Regions from separate parts of the Callithrix jacchus genome. Here region 2 is linked to region 1. Evidence: chromatin contacts called from public Hi-C data. All regions are on one chromosome and are shown on one strand. Each heading gives the region's core, a stretch centred on a gene start, on an enhancer-like site or on the middle of the called end of the contact. The rest is flanking DNA. Distances are from core to core; before and after follow the strand shown.

Evidence for each region. Hi-C and Micro-C count contacts between places; a contact is called where the count stands out from the background.
Region 2: a contact with region 1 is called in a Hi-C map of skeletal muscle, with 5 times the contacts expected there. The contact joins the promoter of SLC25A29 here to the enhancer-like site in region 1. A contact is called at or near these places in 2 of 3 Hi-C or Micro-C datasets (both in skeletal muscle).

The regions. Positions count from the first base shown.
Region 1 is chr8:135,153,329-135,160,299 of calJac240_pri, forward strand. The region is part of intron 1 of YY1 (YY1 transcription factor); the gene reads left to right. Among named protein-coding and RNA genes, the nearest start is that of YY1, 6.2 kb to the left of the region's middle. Within about 2 kb of position 3,588, at least 4 of the 16 cell types and tissues checked have an H3K27ac peak or open chromatin away from gene starts, as enhancers often do. A contact at or near this core is called in skeletal muscle, where this site is marked.
Region 2 is chr8:135,207,576-135,214,546 of calJac240_pri, forward strand. SLC25A29 (solute carrier family 25 member 29) reads right to left here and starts at 2,790. Exons shown (of 5, transcript XM_078335757.1): 1 at 2,516-2,790.

The sequences.
Region 1 (6,971 bases), core at 2,338-4,837:
ATAAATATTTTACTTAATGGCTGTCAGAAGATAACTTCCATGTATTTTGGTAGCTCAAGAGATTACACACTGATCATATTGGAACTGAAAGTCATGGTTTTGGCCAGGTGCGGTGGCGCACACCTTTATTCCTAGCATTTTGGGAGGCAGAGGCCAGCACATCACTTGAGGTCAGGAGTTTGAGACCAGCCTGGCCAGTATGGTGAAACCCTGTCTCTACTAAAAATACAAAAATTTTAGCCAGGCGTGGTGGCGGGCGTCTGTAACCCTAGCTACTCGGGAGGCTGAGGCAGGAGAATCACTCGAACCTAGGAGGCAGAGGTTGCAGTGAGCCGAGATTTTGCCACTACACTCCAGCCTGGGTGACAGAATAACACTCTGTCTCAAAAAAAAAGTCATTTTTTTTTTGTTGTTAATGCTAATGAGTAAGGGGTGGGGGTTTTAGTTATTGATGAATTTGCAGAATTTAGAATATCATTTGAAATTATTGCGGTAAAGCTACATTAACCACTAAAAAAGTATATTTACTTTTTCTTGTAGTGTGTGGAATTAGAGTAATTGAGAAAATCAACATATTTTTACATGTTCTGCATTTTATCCCACCAAATTGCTGGCCCACTTTTTTACACCCAGAGAACTTGGTAGTGTATGGCTTTGCTTGATGAAGTGGTAAGTATCAAGTCAGCCAGTTAGGGGAAAAAGTCTGAGGGGCTTGACTGATGGAAGTTAATGTACAATTAAGTGAGTATTTAACAGTCTTTACTTCCCCTGTGCAAGCAGCTGCTTTTAAGGTGGCACAGTTTGAGGTTGTTTTCGTGTCCATTTCTTTTTCTTTCTTTTTTTTTTTTTTAATTTGAGACAGTCTTGCTCTGTCACCCAGGCTGGAGTGCAGTGTCACTATCTTGGCTCACTGCAACCTCCACCTCCTGGGTTCAAGCGATTCTTATGCCTCAGCCTTCCAAGTAGCCGGGATTACAGGCGTCCACCACCACCTCTGGCTATACTGTCCATTTCTTTAAAGTGTTGGTTGTCTAGTTAGTGTGGTAGAATACTCTGCATAAAGGCGGTTATACGTATTTGATGGCAGTAACACAGGATGGCCTGTTTCCTCAGGCATGTGTTTTATCCCCCTTCCTTGTCCTTGTGGTTTGGAATTATTTCTAAAGAGAAGCTAAAGAGTTTGTGGATAACGAGAGCGAAACTCCGTCTCAAAAAAAAAAAAAAAAAAAAAAAGAGTTTGTGGATAATAATACATTTCCCAAGTTCAGATTCTGAAAATGATTTCATCTTCAGAACTGAAATGACATGATATACAGTCAGTATAATTCTGTAACAAATGGAGGAAGGACAGCGGGTTGCTGGGCTAAATTTGTAAGTATATGTACAAATGGGTTGAGTATGGTAGGCAGCATGACTGCTTTTGTGTACTTGATCTCATTTGATCCTGGGCAGGAAGGTTTTAACTACACTGTATTTTCACTAAAATAGCTCCTTAGTTTGGAATGAACTGTGAAGTAACAGTTTTCGTAAGTCCCAAGCTGAGTTACTTGAAGTCCTAGTAAAAATAGCTGTACACGTAGTTACAAGTATAGGTAGGTATTTCTTAGTTAATTTAAATAAAAAAAAAATTAGGTCGGGTGCAGTGGCTCACATCTGTAGTCCCAGAACTTTGGGAGGCCAAGGCAGGAGGATCACTTGAGCCCAGGATTTTGAGACCAACCTTGGCAACATAGTGAGACCCCCTTCTTTGCAAAATAAAAATTAGCCAGTTGTGGTGGCACATGCCTATAGTCAGTCCCAGCTACTTGGTAGGCTGAGGTGGGAGGATCACCTGAGCCTGGAAGATGGAGGTTGCAAGTGAGCTGTGTGATTACACCACTGTATTCTAGCCTGGGTGACAGAGTGAGACGCTATAAAAAAAAAATAGTGGGAGTCACCATATTTCTGGAAACCCAATATTTGGATTTTTTTGGGTTTCTTTTGCTTGCATGTCATCTTCCTTTAATTTCCCACAGTAACAGCACTCTGGTAGGCATCTTTTGAATATAACATCAGCATAGGAATCTAACAGTTTTTTTTTTTATTAGTTTTAAACCTTAAAGGGTCCCTAGATACCTGTTTTTTTCTCTTTTTACTATTTTTTTTGAGATGGGGTCTCACTCTGTCACCCAGGTTGGAGTGCAGTGGTGAGATCTCTGCTCACTGCAGCCTCCGCCTCCTGAGTACCTGGGACCACAGGGCGGGCCACTATGCCCCACTAATTTTTTTTTTTTTTTTTTTTTTTGAGACACGGTCTCATTCTGTTGCAAGGCTGGAGTGCGGTGTCATAATCTTGGCTCACTGCAACCTCTGCCTCCTGGTTTTAAATGATTCTTCTGCCCCAGCCTCCTGACTAGCTGGGACTACAGCTGTGCGGCACCATGCCCAGCTTTTAGTAAAGACCCATGCTGGCCATTTGGTCACCATGTTGGCCAGGATGGTCTCAATCTCTTGACCTTGTGATCCGCACCCGCATTGGCCCCCTAAAGTGCTGGATTACAGGTGTGAGCCACTGCACCTGGCCCCAGCTAATTTTTTATTTTTGGTAGAGATGAGGTTTCGCCATGTTGCCCAGGCTGGTCTTGAACGCCTGAGCTCAGACGATTCACCCGCCTCAGCTTCCCAAATTGTTGGGATTACCGGCCTGCCTCCCCCAACACACACACACCCTCACACTCTCTCTTTTTTTTTTTTTGAAACAGAGTCTCATTCTGTCACACAGGCTAGAGTGCAGTCCTGGGCTGAAGCAATCCTCTCACCTCAGCCTTCCAAGTAGCTGGGATCTCTGTGCATCTGGGAGTTTTTTAGTTGTTGCTTTTTAAATTAGAGATGGTATCTTGCCTTGTTGCCTGGGCTGGCCTTGAATTCCTGGGCTCAGACTATCCCCCTGCCTCAAATTCCTGAGTAGCTGGGACTACAGACACCCAGCTTCAACTGTGTTTTGAATAATCTTAATCAGTTGCTTAAAGCCAGTGTTTACTTTGGGCTTTTTGGCTATATGTAATTAATAAATATTTCAGTGTTCATTACAGTACTATGTATTTTTTCCCTAGGTAGTCATGCTATTATACAGGAATAACTGTTTTATAACTTAATTATAAACTAACCCGCTTAACCATTGCATTGAATAGGGAAGATAATGATTAAAAACTGAGAATTTAAAACATTTAGAGAAAATCTAGGTGATTTAAAAACTTGAGGTTCCGGGTGGTGAGAAACTGTGCACCTCTCTAAGGCTGTTGATATTTTAATTCAGAGTGGTTAACTAATTTGGAGGGAGCAGACGTTGCATTGCCATGTGCATGAACTGCTACATAGATGCCTAGAACTGTGGGAAAGAGCAAACATGTCCATGGCCACCCCGTCCCATTCCATTTGCATACATGTGTTTTGTGAGGCGAGGCCAGCATGTGCATACTGCCTGTCCATGGCTAATGAAGATGGCACAGGTGCAGGGACAGTTGGGACTGTGTCCCCCCACCCTGCCAATCCTGTGCCCTGCCACCCAATACAGCTTAGGTTGGATGGGGGCTGTGCCTTCTCAAAGTACTGGCAGCTGAGTGGCACCTCCTTCACGTCTGGGAATCAGTGGACCCTCCCCTGGTATACCCAGGGCAGCCTATGCCCCAGGCAGAGAACCTTTGCTTGGACCTTGTTGGTATGTGGGGTGGTCAGACCCTACCTGAGCTGTGACCTTCTGAGAACAGACAAATAAAATTGCTGAAGAAGAGGCAAAAATAATAATTACTATTCTGTTACAATGAATAGAGAAGTGGCCTGTTCTGGATTAAGCAAAATGTATATGAGCAGAAAACCACTGATATTAAAATCAATAAATGCAAGTAAGTTGAAATGCATTGAATTTTTCTCAATTTTATAAGTTTGGAAGATACAGGTTTGCCAAAAATCACTAGTCATGATGGTTTGCCATTCAGTCTCTGTGGGTTTTTCATCCCCCCAGTAAAACTGTGCTATTTATCGCTAAGTAGAGATGCTATGAACATGAATTTCCATGGAGCCAAGCTCAAAAAGCCGTCGAAAGTAATCACTTCAACCTCATGACCTACATAAGGCAGCCTAAGTCATAGATCTGGTTTCCTGATCTGGTGGCTCTGAAAGCTTTAGCTTCGATTCCGGATAAAGCCCCTGTGCTGTCAGACTCTCCACTCAAGGTTATTAACCTTTCCTTTTCCCTCCTGCTATCCACAACTCACTCCCCCTAGTGGGGGGGGAAAATTGGTATCGGGAAAAGGTCATCCACAGTTAGCATTTTAGGCTTTTGGAAGGGGGTAAAGTTTTTAAAACATCCATGTCCATCTCCTAGGTGGATATTTACAAAAGGCATTTCTAGTTTGTTTTTGAATATCGCTTTACAAGGTCAGTCTGTTTTAAGGCTGGGAAACTTAGAAATTATATTAGTAAAACAATTATTGCAATGAACATTACTTAAGAAAGAGTATTTGCTAATTTATTTTCTCTGTGCTCCTACTACTTCCAGTAGGAAGAGTAGGTAAGCAAAAGTGAATTTTCTTTTTTTTTTTTTTTTGAGACAGGGTGTCACTTTGTCACCCAGCCTGGAGTTCAGTGGCCCAATCTCAGCTCATTGTAACCTCCACCTCCTGTGCTCAAGGAGTTCTCCTGCCTCAGGTTCTCCAAGAGCTGGGACTGCAGGCACGCACCACCGGGCACGGCTAATTTTTTGCAGAGACAGGGTTATCAGAATCATGACTTGGATTTAGAAAATAACACTAATGTAATTACTGTTATAGTAGATTGTTAGGAAGAGCCAAGGGAAATTTTAGAAGTTAGCTGACTACTGGATAGGTTTGCACCTTTTCATGTATGATGAACCTTAATAACAACACATACGGGGAGCCAAGCCAAGCTATTTCGTAGTTCTGAGTATCTTCTCAGTAGGTTCCATTGTATTTAACTTCATGAATAATTATCAATAATAGAAAGCCAGCAGCATCTTATTTCCTCTCTAGAGGGCACTGACCTTGGGATCTTTGTAAAATGAGTTGGGATAGCAGTATCCTTAAAGTCACTTTCAATCTTCATAACAAGGAAATTCTATTCCTTTACAAATACAACAAACTACTCAATTATTCTTCTTCTCTTTTTTTTTTTTTTTTTTTTTTTTTTTGATACAGAGTCTTGCTCTCTCACCCAGGGTGGATTGCAGTGGTTTGATCTGGCTCACTACACCCTCTGCCTCCCAGGCTCAAACAATTCTTCTCCCTCACCCTCCTGAGTAGCTGGGATTACAAGTGTGTGCCACCATGCCTGGCTAACCTACTGTATTAGTAGAGACGGGTTTTACCATGTTTGCCAGGGCTGGTCTCAAACTCCTGACCTCAAGTCATCTGCCCGCCTTGGCCCCCCAAAAGTGTGGACATTACAGATGTGAGCTACTGTACCCAGCCTACTCAATTTCTTAAACATGACCTAGCAAATGGGATATTAGGAACTCTTGAGCAAAAAAAATATTTTTTTTTTGGAGACAGGTTCTTGCTATGTTGCTCAGACTGGAGTGCACTGGCTATTCACAGGTGTGATCATTGTGCACTGTAGCCTCGAACTCCTGGGCTCAGGCGGTTCTCCAGCCTCAGCCTCCCTAGTAAGTGGGACTAGAGGTGTGTGCCACTCCACCCAGCTTGAATAAAATTCTTAATAGCCATTCAGTTACTTTAGTTTTACACGGTGGTTTCATATGTGGTTAAACATTAAAACAATGTAAATTACAATTAAAAAAGTATGAATGGTTATTTGCGATGGACCATTTCTTGTGTAATTTTTTTTTTCTCTCCAAGATAGTCTTGCTCTGTTGCCCAGGCTGGAGTGCAGTGGAGAACCTTTACCTTCTGGGTTCAAGTGATTCTCCTGCCTCAGCCTCCTGAGTAGCTGGGATTACAGGCGTGTACCCCCACACCCGGCTAATTTTTTTATTTTTAGTGGAGATGGGTTTCACCATGTTGGCCAGGCTGGTCTCAGACTCCTGACCTCAAGTAATCTGCCTGCCTCAGCCTCCCAAAGTGTTGGTTTTACAGGCGTGAGCCACTGCACCTAGCTTTCTTGTGTAAATTAGTTCCCCTCCTCAAATAGAAGATCTGTGAAGCAGGGAAAGGGACTGCCATTGCTGTGCAAGAAGCTGTTCTGTTGGTGCCAGGACCTGTCTCTTCAGGAGAGTATTGGACTTTGAATATTGAGTGAACGAATGGATGGAATTGTGCTATAAGGCAGAATCCAGTGCTTATACCAAAATACTTATTTTTGTCTATTCCTGTATAGGTGGAAAACAAGTATTAGCAATAGAGAGAAGGTGGAGAAGTGTTGCCTTTTAGAGGCATCATGGGCTTTAGAGTCAGTCTTTGATTCAAATATCAGATCTGCTACTTACTGCTCTTTAGATACATTGCTTGTTATTTCTGAGGTCAGTTTCTTCAGCCAAAAACATAGGGTTTAATACCTTAAAGATTTTGTTTGGATTGAGAAACGTGGCAGTTGCCAGAATGAAACGGGTACTTAACAATGATAGTATCCTTTCTTAAGGTCTTTATTAGTAGGAAAAACTGGGAAACAGACTACATCTTGATTTTTGCCTGTTGCTTAGCAGTGAATCCCAAATGTTTAGCTCTCCCCATTTCGGTGAAAGTTTGGGTGATGGCAGTGGTGAGTCTTTGTCTTTTTGCCAGGAGTAACCTAGAGTGGCCTAAAATACAAGGTGTGGAGAAACAAAATCTAGCTAAACACGTACATGCATACATACATAGGTAAATATGTCAGTTGGTGAAGGTGAAAATAGAAAATCAGGATCACAGGAAACATTGACGTCAACCCTAATGAGCTTCCTGGCAGTCAAGATAAAAAAGGAACTTACATTACCTTTATTGGATACTTATTCTACGGAAATAAAGCTTTTTTTTTAGGAC
Region 2 (6,971 bases), core at 1,540-4,039, 53 kb after region 1:
AACTCCAAAGCCACTGCCTATGGTCATCCCTAAGCTGGTCTCCAGGGGCAGTCCCCACCCAGTGGTCTTCCAGGGCTGGGAGGGGTGGGGAGGAATCACCATCCTGTGGATGGCTGGCAGCAGAGGTGGTGGGAAGAGGCACCCTCCCCTCTTGGGGTCTCCCTCTCCTTGAAGGTTCTCCCACCCCTAGCTGAGCTTTTCTGTGCTGGCTCCTGTCCACGCCGCCCCCCCATCCAGAACCCAGTGTCTATGTGGTCTCAAGATTTGGGACCGACCCCCCCCCCCCAGTAAGGGAGAGGAAGGAGGCGTTCCAAACCTTCCACCATGCAAGGCCTCAAGGAAGCTGTCAGTCAAGATGCTGGCCCCGCCTCCCTGTAAAGTTAAAACAGGTGACCCACACTAGGCAAATAGTAGGGGGTAGACAGTCCCCCTCTCCAGCCACCAAGAAGAAGCATTGCTATCATCTATCCTGAGCCTGTAGGTTGGGGAGAGCCTAAGAAGGAGCCAGGCAAGGACCACTGGGGTGCAGGTCCCAAAATGGGGTACCTCTGGGCAGGCTGTCAGTGTGACTCTGGCTGTGCCAGGGACCTGGAGCCTGGGACACAGTCAGTTAGTTCACTGTCCTGAGGCCCCACCCCAGCGCCCTGGAGGAAGGAGGAGAAGAGAGGATTACAGACCCGCCCTTGTGGGTCAGAGGAGAATGTGGTGTGACTTTCTCTAGTCCCTCCACCTCTCTGGGCCTAGATTTCTCAGATGAGACCAGGAGGAAGCCCCCAAGTGACTTCTGTCCTTGTCCCCTGGGAGGCTCAGGCTTAGGCTTGCAGAGCCTTAACTAGGTGGGCACTGTGTGCCTGGGGGTTTTACCCACAGAACAGGGCCTGGGCAGGGGGTGGGGGGTGGCTGTGCCCCGGTGCTATAGCACCGGACAGTGCCAGTCCTTGGCCTCACCCACAAATCTAGGGCAGGGGGCATGGATCTGATCTCTCCCACGTGGGCCCATGAGGATGGGCAGCGAAGGACATTCCAGGCAAGGAGGCCTGCACAGCGGGAGTGCAGAGGAGTGACTGCATAGGTGTGCCCGTAGGCACCTCAGGCCTGGCCTTAGTGGGAGTGTTCCTACCCCAAACCCCGGTGTTCCCAGGACAGCAGCACGGGCTGCAGCGCAACTGCAGAAAGAACCCTGCCCCTCCGGGAAAGAATCTACACTCCCCAAGGACCGGAAGGTGTTGGCCTGGGAACAGCCCCTCACCCCACCCGCAGGAGCTGGAAGTGGTTGGGGAGCAAGGGTGGAACAGACAGCAAGATAGGAGTCGGGAGGGGAAGGTGAGAATGGAATTCGCAGAGGACACGCCCCCTCTGCCTCTAGGGCACCCAGCGCTAGGGAGAAACCCCCCAGCGATTGGCAGCAAACTCCAGGCTTTCTCCCCAGCAGCTTCTGACTGGGTGACCGGCCGGGGAGTTCTAACTCCCGTCACCGCACACCACTTCCCCAACACGTCTCTCGCCCGGGAAGAAGCAGGCTCCAACGCCACAGGTTTAAATACTTAAGGCCACCGCTGGCCACTCTGGCTGTCAGCGCTGGATTCGAGCCAAATCCAAGCAGGTGAAGCGCGGAGAACAAGGGCAGGTGCTGGGGAGAAAGGCGGAACCAGACGAGGATAACGGGCCAGCCCTCTCTGCAACTCCCCCCGCCAACCACCCACCGATAGCTCACCTAGCCTCCCCAGGAATCCCTGGTGAATAAATTAACCCTCAAGGTAAAAGCAAAGAAGCCAGAGGCCCAACAGGGAAGTGCCTTGCCCGACGCCCACAGTCGGGGCAGGGCAGAGCCCGGGCTGCACGCCCGCCCGGGACCTCCCGGGGACATCGGCTTGGGGAGAAACCCCAGGGCCGCGGCCGGGCCTCGGAGAAGGTGCCCCACACCGGCTCGTCCCGCCCACCCACCACCCGCCTCCGGCCCCCAGCAGCTCACAAAACCGCGTAGGAAGGGGCGGCGTTCCAAGGTGTGACTCGGCACCTAGGGTCTGGCCAGAGCGGTTCGGTGCCCTCCAAGGCCAGCCGGGTAGGGGTCGCCCCGTAGCCACACCCAGCTAGACGGCTGTGCGGAACCGGGTGGAGTCAGCCCCAAAATTTACGGCGGGGGGAGGAGACCTGCTCCCGGGGCGCGCCGGATGGGGATGGGGGAAGGGAGGGAGACAAGTCCAGGACTGCGGTGCCGGGGGGGCAGCGGGACATCCTCCCGGCAGTCGTAGCCTCCGCCCGGCCACGGTGCTACCCCGGCGCCCCAGACCTCCCTTCCGAGCGTGCCCGGAGGAGTTCAAGACACCTGCCCCCGCGGACAGCCGGGGCCTGAAGTCAGTTTACGCCCAGGAGAGCCGCCCGAGGCAAGAGCACTGCTGTCCCCATTCACAGACGCGGCGACCCCCGCCAGCGGAAGCCGCGAGGCCCGGGCGTGCAGGTGGGCCGGCCTCCCTCCCCGGACGCCTCGCCCCGGCCCGGCCCGCCGCCTCCTTACCCCCCGCGCATCCAGCCAGGAAGTCCAGCGCCATGGCCGGGTCCCCGGCGAGGCCGCCCTTCTCCTTGTCTTCCTCCTACGGCCCCTCTCCTGGCTGGGCGCCGTCGGGGTCCCCGAGCTCGCGGAGACGGGGCTGGGCCTGGCCGCCCGTCCTGGGGCGCGGAGCCCGGGCAGGCAGGGGCGCGGTCGGGGACGGCGGCGGCGGCGGCGGGGCCCGGCTGGTCCCTCGGCGGCGGCTGCGGGCTGGCTGGATCCCCTCGGGCCCGCGGTCCCTCACCTCGGGCCCCGCGCCCCGCCCCTCGTGCTCGCAGGCGGGGCCCGGGCCGGGCGCTGAGCGAGGCCAATGGGCGGGCGCGGCGCGGACAACACCCGGGGCCCTGAGCTCCGCCGCCGCGCCTCATTGGCCGGGCGTGCGCGGGCGGGCGGGGCGCGGGGGACGTGGCGGGCGCGCGGGCCGGGCGCCGAGGCCCGGCAGACAAAGAGCGCGCGGGGTGCGTCCGCCCCGCGGCTGGGGACCCCTCCCGAAGTGCGCCGGGCGGCGCTGGCCCGGACAGGCCCTGGGTTCGAAGTCCAGCGCCGCCGCGGAACCTCAGCGCCCTCGCCTGTGCCGTACGGACCCTGCCGCGATAACGGCCTTGGAGCGCCGCTAGTTGTGAAACTCCGCGGGCTGGAATCGCCGCTGGGGAGCCTCTGCCCGTCCCGCCTGCGCGCCCGTGGCGGCGGTGGCCTCCTGGCCGAACCCGCCGGATTGTGAGGGTCGGACGCACTCGGGCGCTTCCGTGGGGCCTGAGGCTGGGATTTGGGTGGAGAGGAGAGAACTTTAAAAGGGAAAGGGGTCATGGGGCAAAGGGCGCAGCCAGGCCTTCGGGAAACAGCACTTTCCCTTGGACTGCGGGTCGCGGGAGCCACGGAAGGCTGTGGAGGGAGGGACGTGGACAGGCTGCGGAGTGGAGCCAGGGCAGATCGCAGCGCGTCCGTCAGCGGTGGCGGGACGGGGCGAGACCGGAGGGGCCGTGCTCAGACGCTGAAGTCGGAGGGCGCTTGGCTCTGGGTCATCAGGGTACCCCTGGGCTGCGGAGATGAGTTAGAGCCGAGTCTGACTCGGCCCCCCAAGGAGTCCCTGACATTCGCAGTGGCAAGGGACTACCGTGGTCCTTGTGGAGGGTCTCCGTCGGTGACTTCCCACCAGCTCTTCCCCAGCGCCTCGGGAGGTCCAGACGGTCGGTTTGGAGCCTGGGAGCAGACGGGTCAGGCACTTTCTCTTCACTGTGGGAGTCAGATCGCACAGCCTTAGGGCCCAGCTTCCTTCTTCAGGGCCTGCAGGCAAGGCCACACTCTGTGCCACGTTTCCAGGCTTAGAATCACATGGTTCTTTTATTTGAATTCCAGTGGGTGCTGTACCTGCTGGAGGGGCAGATCGTAAGGTTCTGTGTATTTGGTACTACGACACTCAGGTAGGTGTTGCCTGTAGTGCAGCCTGATGCTAGGGGCGGGGGTCCCCAACGGACGTGCAGGTGGAACGGCAGCCCTTCCCAGACGCCTCTCCCCGGCCCTGCCCACAGCTTCCTTCCCCACCCCACTCCCTGCGCGCATCCAGCCAGGAAGTCCAGCACTATAGCCCAGTCCCAGTGAGGCCGCCCTTTGTCCTCGTCCTCCTCCTGAGGCCTTTCTCCTGCCTGGGTGCCGTCGGGATCCCGAGCTCGGGGTGCCCGGGCTGGGCCTGGCTGCCCTTCCTGGCATGGAGTCTTAACTAGAATGTTGGTTAGGAAGAGACCCAAACCCTAGGTCTGCTGACTCCTAGTCCAGGGCTCGTGATAGCTGGTGTGCCCTGAATGAGGAGTCTGGAGGCCTGTGTTTGAATATCGCCACCCTCTCTCACCCACCCGGGTGCCTCAGGGAGGCAGGTGTGTGCATGGGGGGAGAGTGGCCCATGAGCCAGAAAAGCAGTAGTAGCATGGGGGACCCCAAGAGAAGCCCAGACCAAATGGGCAGGAACTGGTTGAGGGGCTACGTAGTGAAACGAGTCTCTACTAAAAAATACAAAAGTTAGCCAGGCGTGGTGGTAGACACCTGTAATTCCAGCCACTTGGGAGGCTGAGGCAGGAGAATCACTTGAACCCTGCAGACTGGTGATTACACTGGATGACCTACGTCTAGTCACTTACCTTAGGAGCAGGGTGTCCTTGGGATGCTGGAGGGTTCACAAGGTAAACACAAATCCCTGAACATCCATTCCTGGTTGAGGAGGTTTGGGAGGAAAATCAAGTACCTTAACAGCATGCAGTGTTGGGCACGGTGGCTCATGTCTGTGATCACAACACTTTAGGAGGCTGAGGCCGGCAGATCACCTGACATCAGGAGTTTGAGACCAGCCTGGCCAACGTGGTGAAACCCAGTCTCTACTAAAAAATATAAAAATTAGCCAGGCATGGTGGGCACCTGTAGTCCCAGCTACTTGGGAGGCTAAGGCAGGAGATTTGCTTGAACGCAGGAGACGGAGGTTGCAGTGAGCTGGCACGATGCTACTGTACTCCAGCCTGGGCGACAGAGTGAGACTGTCTCAAAAAAACCAAAACAACAAAAACCCAACAACTGTTGAGAAATGTTAAGTTTATGAATATTGATAAATGCTGAGTGTGTGATAGAATATATTGTTTGCTAGGAATAACCATGGCAAGAAAAACCTAGCCGCCCACCCACTCAAGTAGAAAACTACTTGGGGCATTCCAAGTGGCAGGACAAGGTATCAATATCATACACGAGTTAAAACAATGCTTTAAGATATCTGACCCTGACCCCGTGGCTCCCTCGTGGAGAATGCTTGTTAGTTTGTCTGTCATCAGTGGTAAGCGGGCACCAGCTGCCTACTTGGCATATTCTGTGTTATGAGAAAACACCGAACATCTGTTCGTTAATGATCACCTGTTAAGAGAGAATAACTGCGTGAGTCAGAATCTACTCCAGCCCCTTCAGCCTGGAATGCTGTCAGCCCTGAGGCTCTCAGCTCAGAAGGCTGCTGGACCCCCAGATAGACCCACTTACTTTTCTGTCTGGGTGTCTGCTTCTTGGTTCCGTCAGTGCTGCCTGGGTGGGGGGTCTTTACAGCTGAGCTGGCTCTCGGTAAACAACAAAAAACAGCATGTGGCAATCGTGAGAAAATTATGGAAGCCGATAGGGAGACAAGCATGACCTGTTTTGCTTTGTTGTTGAGCAAATGCACATGCCTTTAAAATTATCCTGGGGTCAGGTTGCAGCGACCTCTGAGTCCCGGTTGAGCTTCAGAAACCTTGAGGCTGGGCTCAGTGGCTTATCCTGTAATCTCAGCACTCTGGGAGGCTGAGGCAGGAGGATCGCTTGGAAGCCAGGAGTTTGAGACCAGCCTAGCCAACATAGCAAGTCCCCACCTCTTAAAAAAAAAAAAAAAGGCCGGACGCGGTGGCTCATGCCTATAATCCCAGCACTTTGGGAGGCCGAGGTGGGTGGATCACGAGGTCAAGAGATCGAGACCATCCTGGTCAACATGGTGAAACCCCGTCTCTACTAAAAATACAAAAAATTAGCTGGACACGGTGGCGCATGCCTGTAGTCCCAGCTACTCAGGAGGCTGAGGCAGGAGAATTGTCTGAACCCAGGAGGCGGAGGTTGCGGTGAGCCGAGATTGTGCCATTGCACTCCAGCCTGGGTAACAAGAGTGAAACTCTGTCTCAAAAAAAAAAAAAAAAAAAAAAAATAGCAGGATGTGGTGGCCTGCAGGCCTGTAAGTCCTAGCTACTCAGGAGGCTAAGGCAGGAGGGTCGCTTGAGCCCAGGAGGTCAAGGCTGAGGTGAGCTATGATCACACCTGGGTGACAGAGCAAGACCCTGTCTCAAAAAGAAAAAGGAAACCTCCTTTCAGGGAGGCAGCTTTGGTGAGAGAGCTGAGGCGGGCTGCGAAGGCAGGAGTGGGATTGTGCCAGGCCTGGGAGATGAGGAATGTGGGCCCTTCGCCTGTACTTTGCAGGGAGAGCTTGGAGGGAGAGCTGGTTTGGGGGAGGGCAGGGCTCATGGTGGGGGAGGCTGTTGGATTTGGGGACAAAGGTCAGCATGTGGGGGACAGTGGAGGAATGGGCTCTGGGACAAGTCCGCCTGATCTGACCTTCCAAGGGAACCTCAGGATGTGGGTGCTGGGGGCTGCCTTTAGCTGGAAGCACCGTGAAGGCAGGTCCTGGGTCTGTCCCCTTCACCTTGGTGTGCCCAGGGCCTGCACAATTGACATTGGGTGAGGGACATCAGGGAGGGGGTGAGGACAGGAACCGGGAAGGGAGGGGGTCATGCAGGTGTGCTGCTAGGTTACTGAACTTCGAAAAGCCACATCTCCCTGAGCAATGTGCTTCTCTGCTGCCTGGGAATCATGCGCTCAGCCGGTGCACTGCCCTGTGCCCTGTGCTGGGGAAAAGACAGACACAAATCCCTGACCT